2 separate regions of the Ovis aries genome follow, and region 2 is linked to region 1. Evidence: chromatin contacts called from public Hi-C data. All regions are on one chromosome and are shown on one strand. Each heading gives the region's core, a stretch centred on a gene start, on an enhancer-like site or on the middle of the called end of the contact. The rest is flanking DNA. Distances are from core to core; before and after follow the strand shown.

The links. Hi-C and Micro-C count contacts between places; a contact is called where the count stands out from the background.
Region 2: a contact with region 1 is called in a Hi-C map of omental adipose tissue, with 1.7 times the contacts expected there. The contact joins two enhancer-like sites. A contact is called at or near these places in 4 of 16 Hi-C or Micro-C datasets (blood, hypothalamus, muscle and 1 more).

What each region holds. Positions count from the first base shown.
Region 1 is chr11:49,242,820-49,246,473 of ARS-UI_Ramb_v3.0, forward strand. No RefSeq gene overlaps it. Among named protein-coding and RNA genes, the nearest start is that of PSMD12, 54 kb to the left of the region's middle. Within about 2 kb of position 1,607, at least 4 of the 54 cell types and tissues checked have an H3K27ac peak or open chromatin away from gene starts, as enhancers often do.
Region 2 is chr11:49,319,388-49,323,041 of ARS-UI_Ramb_v3.0, forward strand. The region is part of intron 2 of METRNL (meteorin like, glial cell differentiation regulator); the gene reads right to left. Among named protein-coding and RNA genes, the nearest start is that of METRNL, 9.5 kb to the right of the region's middle. Within about 2 kb of position 1,889, at least 12 of the 54 cell types and tissues checked have an H3K27ac peak or open chromatin away from gene starts, as enhancers often do.

The DNA of each region.
Region 1 (3,654 bases), core at 357-2,856:
GCAGGGAGTAGGCTGGCCTGGGCGAAAGCGGTGCAGATATGCTCAGGGATTGAGGGGTGTGTGCGCGCGTGTGTATCTGGTTGTGTGGTGGATGGATAGATAGAACGATAATAGATATTCAACAGATAGGTGTGTAGAAGGAGAAGTACAGGTACAGAGATTGTGGATGGCTAGAAAGACGGGCTTCCCAGGTGGCACTAGTGGTAAAGAACCCACCTGTCAATGCAGGAGGTGTAAGAGATGTGGGTTCGATCCCTGAGTCGGGAAGATCCCCTGGAGGAGGGCTTGGCAACCCGCTCCAGTATTCTTGCCAAAAGAATCTCACGGATGGAGGACCCTGGCAGACTTCAGGCCCATAGGGTCACACACAGTCGGACACGACTGAAGCGACTTAGCACACACGCAGACACATAGAGGGACAAAAGTGGAGAGGCAGATGTGTGTGGAAACATGTGTGTTAGGAGTCTGTAGGCTCCAAGAAGGCAGTATCTATGGGGATTGAAACTGACAGAGCTGGGTCCAGCATCAGGGCTACCCATCACTGGCCATTCAGCTATGAACCTAAGGGACCCCCCTGTGTGCTGTAAGTGGGTATTCATGTAGCACCAGGACCCACGTGGGGAAGGTCACCGTGAGTGTGAAATGGCCCTTGAGTGGCACAGTAAGGGACTGAGGTTTGCTACCTGGCTTCTTACTCTGGTCTGATGGTGGGCCAGCCATGGCTCTAGGGCTTAGGACAAGTCCATAAGAGATGGACTCAGACCCTGCCCACCTAACTGTAGCAGGGGGGCTGGGTGCAGGTCGGGCAGCAGGCACCAGCTGGCCTCAGCAAGAAGGTTCTGGAAGGAGACTAGGGAAGAGCATTTGCAGTTCTGGGCTCTAGGAAGTGAGGAGCCGGCCTGCAGAGGAGAAGCAAGGAGGCTGGGAGTGTGGGTCGGTGGGGAGGAGCACAAGGTCCTGAAATTTCTCAAGACCAGACAGGAGGCGGCCCCCTCAAGGGCCCAAGACTCACGTTTCCACCATCCCAGGGGAAACGGGACTCCAAGTTGGCCTCAGCTTGATTGAAAAAAACAAAATAAAACAAAAAGCTATGACACGTCTGGCCTGCCGCGGATGTGGAGAGAGTTGCCCAGAAGAGGCACGTGAGGAGCGGGAGAGGGAGAGGGACCACCCTCAAGGCTCTCAAAGGCGATGAGCAGGGCCTCTCAAAGGAAGGCCGGGGCTTCTGACCCCAAGAGGCGTGACGCTCTGGGGAACACAGACCCCTGGGGACCTGACAGGCTGGCGTGGAGCTGCTGAGGAGCCTGGGTTCCTGGGTTCTCACGGCTGGTCTCCGAGGAGAGCGGGGGCAGGTGGGGCCTGTTTACATCCGACAGGCCGGCGCGGCCCCACTTGAGTCAGAGTGTGAAACATCCATCAACAACGCTTCAGAGACACAGCTCGACGGCGGCTTTCACGGGCTGTGACCAACAGTCCCAAACCTTATTTTCCACAGGCACCGACAGATGTTTAAAATTGGGGCGGAATCTCTAGGACCCAACATTTCTCAAGCGGGGCCCTGGAGGAGCTCCAGGGAGCTGGGCCCAGGGCCCTGCTCTGCTGTTCTAAAGCCGCCCTTCGCACGTCAGGAATGTCAAACAGAGCTGACCTCAGCGCCGTCCTCTCCAGCAGCAGGCGGGCTCCGGGGTGTTTGTCTAATTAAAACAAACTAGTTGGGCGGTATATTATTTCTCCAACCAAACAATATTGAAGCGGCATGTGCGATACATTACTATTGCTTCCTGCTGGCTCCGGGGCTCCTGGGTGAAGCGCACTCATTTTCAAGCCTGCTCAGCACATTTAGCAAGTGAAAAAGAGAGACGATTGTTTCCTATTTCGCTGAGGAAACTGAAGCAATCAGAAAAGAACTTCCATGTGCTCCCACTGCTGCCGTGGCATCACCTGCCCTGCCCCACCCCAGCCCCATCCCATACCCCCACCCCCAGCCCCATCCCATACCCCCACCCGCAGCCCCATCCCATACCCCCACCCCCAGCCAGCCAACTCTGCCGGGTGCCCTGGATCTAGCCCCCTCCCGCTACTCAAGGACAAGGCTCACTGCAGTGAGTTTCCTCCGGACCCAGTCCTCCTCCACAGCACTCATGCTGCCCTACTCTGTGGGCCAGTGGCACCCTAACAGCTCACCATCTTTCCGTTTTTCACCATAAGCCCCTCGGAAAAGAGCCTGGCCACCTACATCTCCTGTCTTAGTCTTCCCTATTGCTGCTGTTCAGTTGCTGAGTTGTGTCTGACACTTTGCAACCCTGTGAACTGCAGCATGCTGGCTTCCTGGTCCTTCACTATCTTCTGGAGTTCACAAAAACTCACGTGCATTAAGTTGATGATGCCATCCACCCATCGTATCCTCTGTTGCCCTCTTCTCCTCCTGCCCTCAATCTTTCCCAGCATCGGGGTCTTTTCCAATGAGTTGGGTCTTCAAATCAGGTGGCCAAAGTTTTGGAGCTTCAACTTCAGCATCAGTCCTTCAGTGAATATTCAGGGTTGACTTCCTTTAGGACCGACTGGTTTGATCCTCTCCAATTCTTTTCTCTCCCCTTGTCCACCAAAAACACTTTTGCTGACCTCCAGTTTGCTAAATCCAGGGCTACCCTAGTGGCTCAGTGAGTAAAGAATCCACCTGCAATGCAGGGGACATAGGAAACGTAGGTTAGCTCTCTGGGTCAGGAAGATCCCCTGGAGGAGGGCATGGCAACCCACTCCAGTACTCTTGCCTGGAGAATCCCATGGACTCTCATGCCCAGAGGAGCCTGGTGGGCTACAGTTCACAGGGTTGCAAAGAGTCAGACACAACTGAAGTGAGTGAGCATGCATGCATCTTGGAAGATCAGCAACACCCAGAATAGAGCATTGCTCCCCTTGGGGAAACTCCTTCTTCCTGGGATTCCTAGGACCCGCCCCCATCTCCTGGTGCTCCTCCTCCATCACTGACTGCTGGCCTCCACTTTGCCGTCTCCTTTATGGACTCTCCTTGTCATCATGGCCCCTGTTTTAGTTTCCTACTGCTGCTATAATAAATTACCACAATTTTAGTGGTTTAAAGCCACACACTTTTATTGTCTTACAGTGCTGGATGTCGGAAGTCCAAAATGGATTTCTTTGGGCTAAATCAAGGTTGTCGAAAAGATTGCCTTCCTTCTGGAGGCTCCAAGGAGAGTTCACTTCCCTTGCCATTTCTAGCTTCTAGAGGCTGGTCTCTTTCTCCAGCTTCAAACCAGTCACCCCATCCTTCTGATCTCGTTTCTATGTAACATCTTCTCTAACTCCAATATTCCTGCCTCCCTCTTATCATGACTTGTGATTGCATTGGGTCTACCTGGATAATACAGGCTAATCTTTCCATCTCAAAGTTGTTAGCGTTCGTTTTTTAAAAAATTTTATTTTATTTTAGGCTGTGCTGGGTCTTCATTGCTGTGAGCAGGCTTTCTCCAGTTGCAATGAGCAGGGGCTACTTTCCAGTGGTGGTGCCCAGACCTCTCATTGCTGTGGCTACTCTAGTCACTGAGCACGGGCTCTAGGGCACTCAGGCTCAGTAGTTGCAGCTCACAGGCTCTAGAGCGTGGGCTCAGTAGTTTTGACACACGGGCTTTGTTGCCC
Region 2 (3,654 bases), core at 639-3,138, 77 kb after region 1:
GGCACCTTCGTGGAGAATCCAGGCTGCAGATGCTAACGGCAGCAGTCTGGAAACAATTATTAATCGGAGTCAGGCTTGTAAAGGCAGAGTGGAATGCGCTGGTTCCTGACACATCGAATCTCGTTTCCTTGCGGGGAAGGTGGGGAGGGGGTGACCCAGGGGCAGGGTGGAATTCTGGCCTGTGGTTCTCGGAAAAGGGGAGGGGCAGGGGAGTGTGGACATGGAGCAGATTACTCTGGAATGTGTAAAAAATGAACTGAATGAAGTGGGGAAAAAAAACAGGGTCGAGGAGACCAGCCTGGGGGTGGCAGGACGCAGGTGAGAATGGCAGGTACAGATGGGAAGGGCAGCACCCTACTGTCAGGCTCCGGGCAGCCCGACGCCCAAGGAGATGTTTGCAGATGGTGGGATGCTGGTTCAGCAGGTGGGACGGCCCAGGTGAGGATGACTGGGATGGAGATCTGGTATGAGACACCCTCTGGGGTCTCCAGCACAGCCTCACCAGGTGGGGAAACGCAGCATTTCAACAGGGAGGAAAGTGCAGGTGGCGAAGTGGCCAGTGTTCCCTAAGCCGAGAGCCTCCTCTGATTGGCACGACAACCCCGCGCTCACCCCAACTCCAGGCTGCAAGGTAACATCGTCCCACAGGACCCTGAGGGGCCTAACTCAGGCTGGCCACCCCGTTAGAGGCCCCACAAGCACAAGGAACTCCCCCCCGCTCACCAGCCGTCTCCTCCACACCTGCTCTCCTCCCTTCCTTTTCCTGGTGGGCAAGGAGTCACACCTTCCACCCCAAGAGCCCGGAGCTGGATAAGATGAAAGGTAATCTTAATAATGACTTGGGGAGCTGGAAAAGCACTGGTGCAAGAAACTAAATTTTCAGGGAAAAAATTAAGTTCTGTTTCCAGGAAATAACCAAGTTTCTTCTCATTCCTGCACGCTGTTGTTTATCTCCCATGGCCCCTCAAGGCCACTCCTATATTCTAAGGTGCCTGAAGGGGGGGAATCTCAGCAGGGACCCCCCAAAGGGGTCATTTGCCTCTGACTCATCAACAGAGCGGTTTCAAAGGGGATGGGGAGGTGAAGCCCATCAGAAACTGTGGGACCCAGGCCGCCTCACCCCACCTGGCACCCACAAGCAGTGATGGGTGCCACTCCTGAGCCTTCACGGCTGGCACAAGGGTGAGTCCTCCTGCCCCTCCCCACCCTCCAGCTGTGGATCTGAAACACTACTGCTGTCCCCCTTCACCTGCACACAGGGGGCCAGCTCCAGGTGGGCATCACACACAGCCCTCCCCTGCTTCTCTGCTCCCTAAGCATTAAAAGAACAGGCTGGAATCAAGGGTCCCAGAAGAACCCCAAAGATGGGGTCTACCTCTGTCCCTTAGAACCAGACCGAGTAACACCCCTGCCCTCCCTTGCTGGCCACCCCAATGGGTCCCCCAGGCCACTGGGCCACGAGGGTGCTGCCAGCGCCTGTTTACCCGAGTATACTGGGACCCTGCGGAAGATGGTCAGCCGGGGCCACAATGAGGCCTCAGCACACGGTCCAGGCGTGGCCTGGAGCTTCTTCCACTAGTGAGTTGCATCTGGCTGCTCGTCTGCCTTTTATATCCTGCCAGACTTTTCCAGCACCAGAGGAGGGAGTGCTGGGTTCCTCAGGTGCCTGGCGAGACCCTCATGGGAGGGGGAGGGGAGGGGGCAGGTTCCCCCGCTCCGGCCATGTGGCAGCCCAATCCTGAGTCCCCCAGGGCTGAGGGACCCCTGTCGCCCGCCTGCCCCCGTCTCCGCCTGCCTCTCTGTTCTGGCCTCCTCTTTGGCTGTCGGCACGTCTCAGTTCATACGAGGCAGCCGATTGTGCAACATGATGAACACGAGGCTGACACGCTCACCGTCAACATGCCCGGTGGAACCACCCAGAGCTGCGGCCGGCGAGGCTCATGCACACCTCCCCTCCTCCGGGATCCCGGCCCACAGGGCCTCTGCTCTCCTGCCAGCACCAACTGGAACTCGTGACTCATCGGCGAGGGGGAAGGCTTGTCCACCTCCCCAGCAGGTTGCTTCCTGGGCTTCTCGGCCCCAGGACGTGCGCTTACCTCCAGGGCCCACGCACCAGGGATCTGGCTTCACCTGGGTCTCCCAGATGGAGCCAGGGCCAGACAGGAGGGCACTGCCCTCTGAGAGCCCGCCCGGTCCCGGGGGAGGTCACTGCTGCCAGATGGCTGGGACCAGCATTCCACATTACGTACCCATTCCTCTGGCATTAAAAGCTTAGGGACGCATCCCTGGGGAGAAGGGACGGACCAGCCTTCCCGGATCCCTGCTACCCTCGCCTTCTTTAGGACAGAGAGGTGCTGGGCCCACAGCTGCCAGACCCTGGGAGCGTCTTGAGTTCCCAGCTCCAGTTCTGACAGTCACTGCATCTATACTGCCCCAGGCCAGCGCCCCAGCCACTGGGCAGATAGACGGACACTCACGCCCCACCACCCCCAGGGTCCCTGGGATCGCTGCAGGCCCCAGATTTAACGTGACACTCCAGGGCCAGGCAAGCATATGGCTGGGGGTAACAAGAGCACCCCAGCAGCCCAGTGTCCAGCCGCAGCCATGCAACCAGTGTGGGGCCCTGGCTAGTGACCAGATGACCCACCTCATCACATGGGGCCTCCTCTCTGGGACCCCACGGGGCTCTCCCAAATCCACTTACTGCCCTAGCCTGGAGACATGGACCTGGGGTCTGGGGGAAGGGGAGAGAAAGTCTCAGGTCCCCAGGGCTGAGTCACAGGCTGAGTCATCCCAGGTTGCATTTTCCACCAGAGACTCCAGTCTGTGCTGACCAGATCACCCAGGTGGCATCGCGGAAAAACCTTTACACCATGGCCTCTGAGAATCTGGTGGGAGCCGCACAGCAAAGCAGAACAAAATTCCAGCCGGAGAGAACAAGTGACCAGTAGCTCATTGGTCTCAACCCTTCAACATTTTAATCAGTAAAAGGACTGCTAGCAAGTTCCTAATATCCGCCCCCTCCGCCAACCATCGCCATGGTCAGACACATCAAATTTGGGGACTGGGTTTTTCCAGATTTTGTTTTTATGGCGAGTTTATCTCCAGTGGCTCCCCGCTCCATACGCATACACACCAGAGAGAGCCCCGGTGATCACTTGCTGGTGATCAAGATAAAGGCTGTTGTGGTTAAAGTTTTATTCAAGTCCTGGGGTTTTATAGCCACTTTCAGCATTCCTGACAGGGTCCTACCCAGTCAGGCCCTGGGGGAAGGGGTCCTACCTGGGCAGTCATACGCTAAAACTCTATAACAGACCAGTTTAGGTCGAGAGAGAGTTAAGGTTTTAGAAAATCATCGGAGTCAAGAACAACAGGACAATATTCTATAGATTTACACTCAGGAGAAAAGTCTACATTTCAAATCCTAGGAGGTCTGAGTTTTCCCAGTGGAAGATTTTATTCACTAAAATGTGGAGATTCTACTATTCTTGGGGCTGATCCACCCCTCATACCAGGTGCTTCACCCTCAGCACTGCTGACGCGTGGGGCCAGGCCATCCTCCATGGTGGAGGGACCATGCCAACACTTGGGGCCAGCTCATTCTCCGTGTTGGGGCTGCCCCATGCACTATGGGGTGTGAGCAGCACCCCTGCC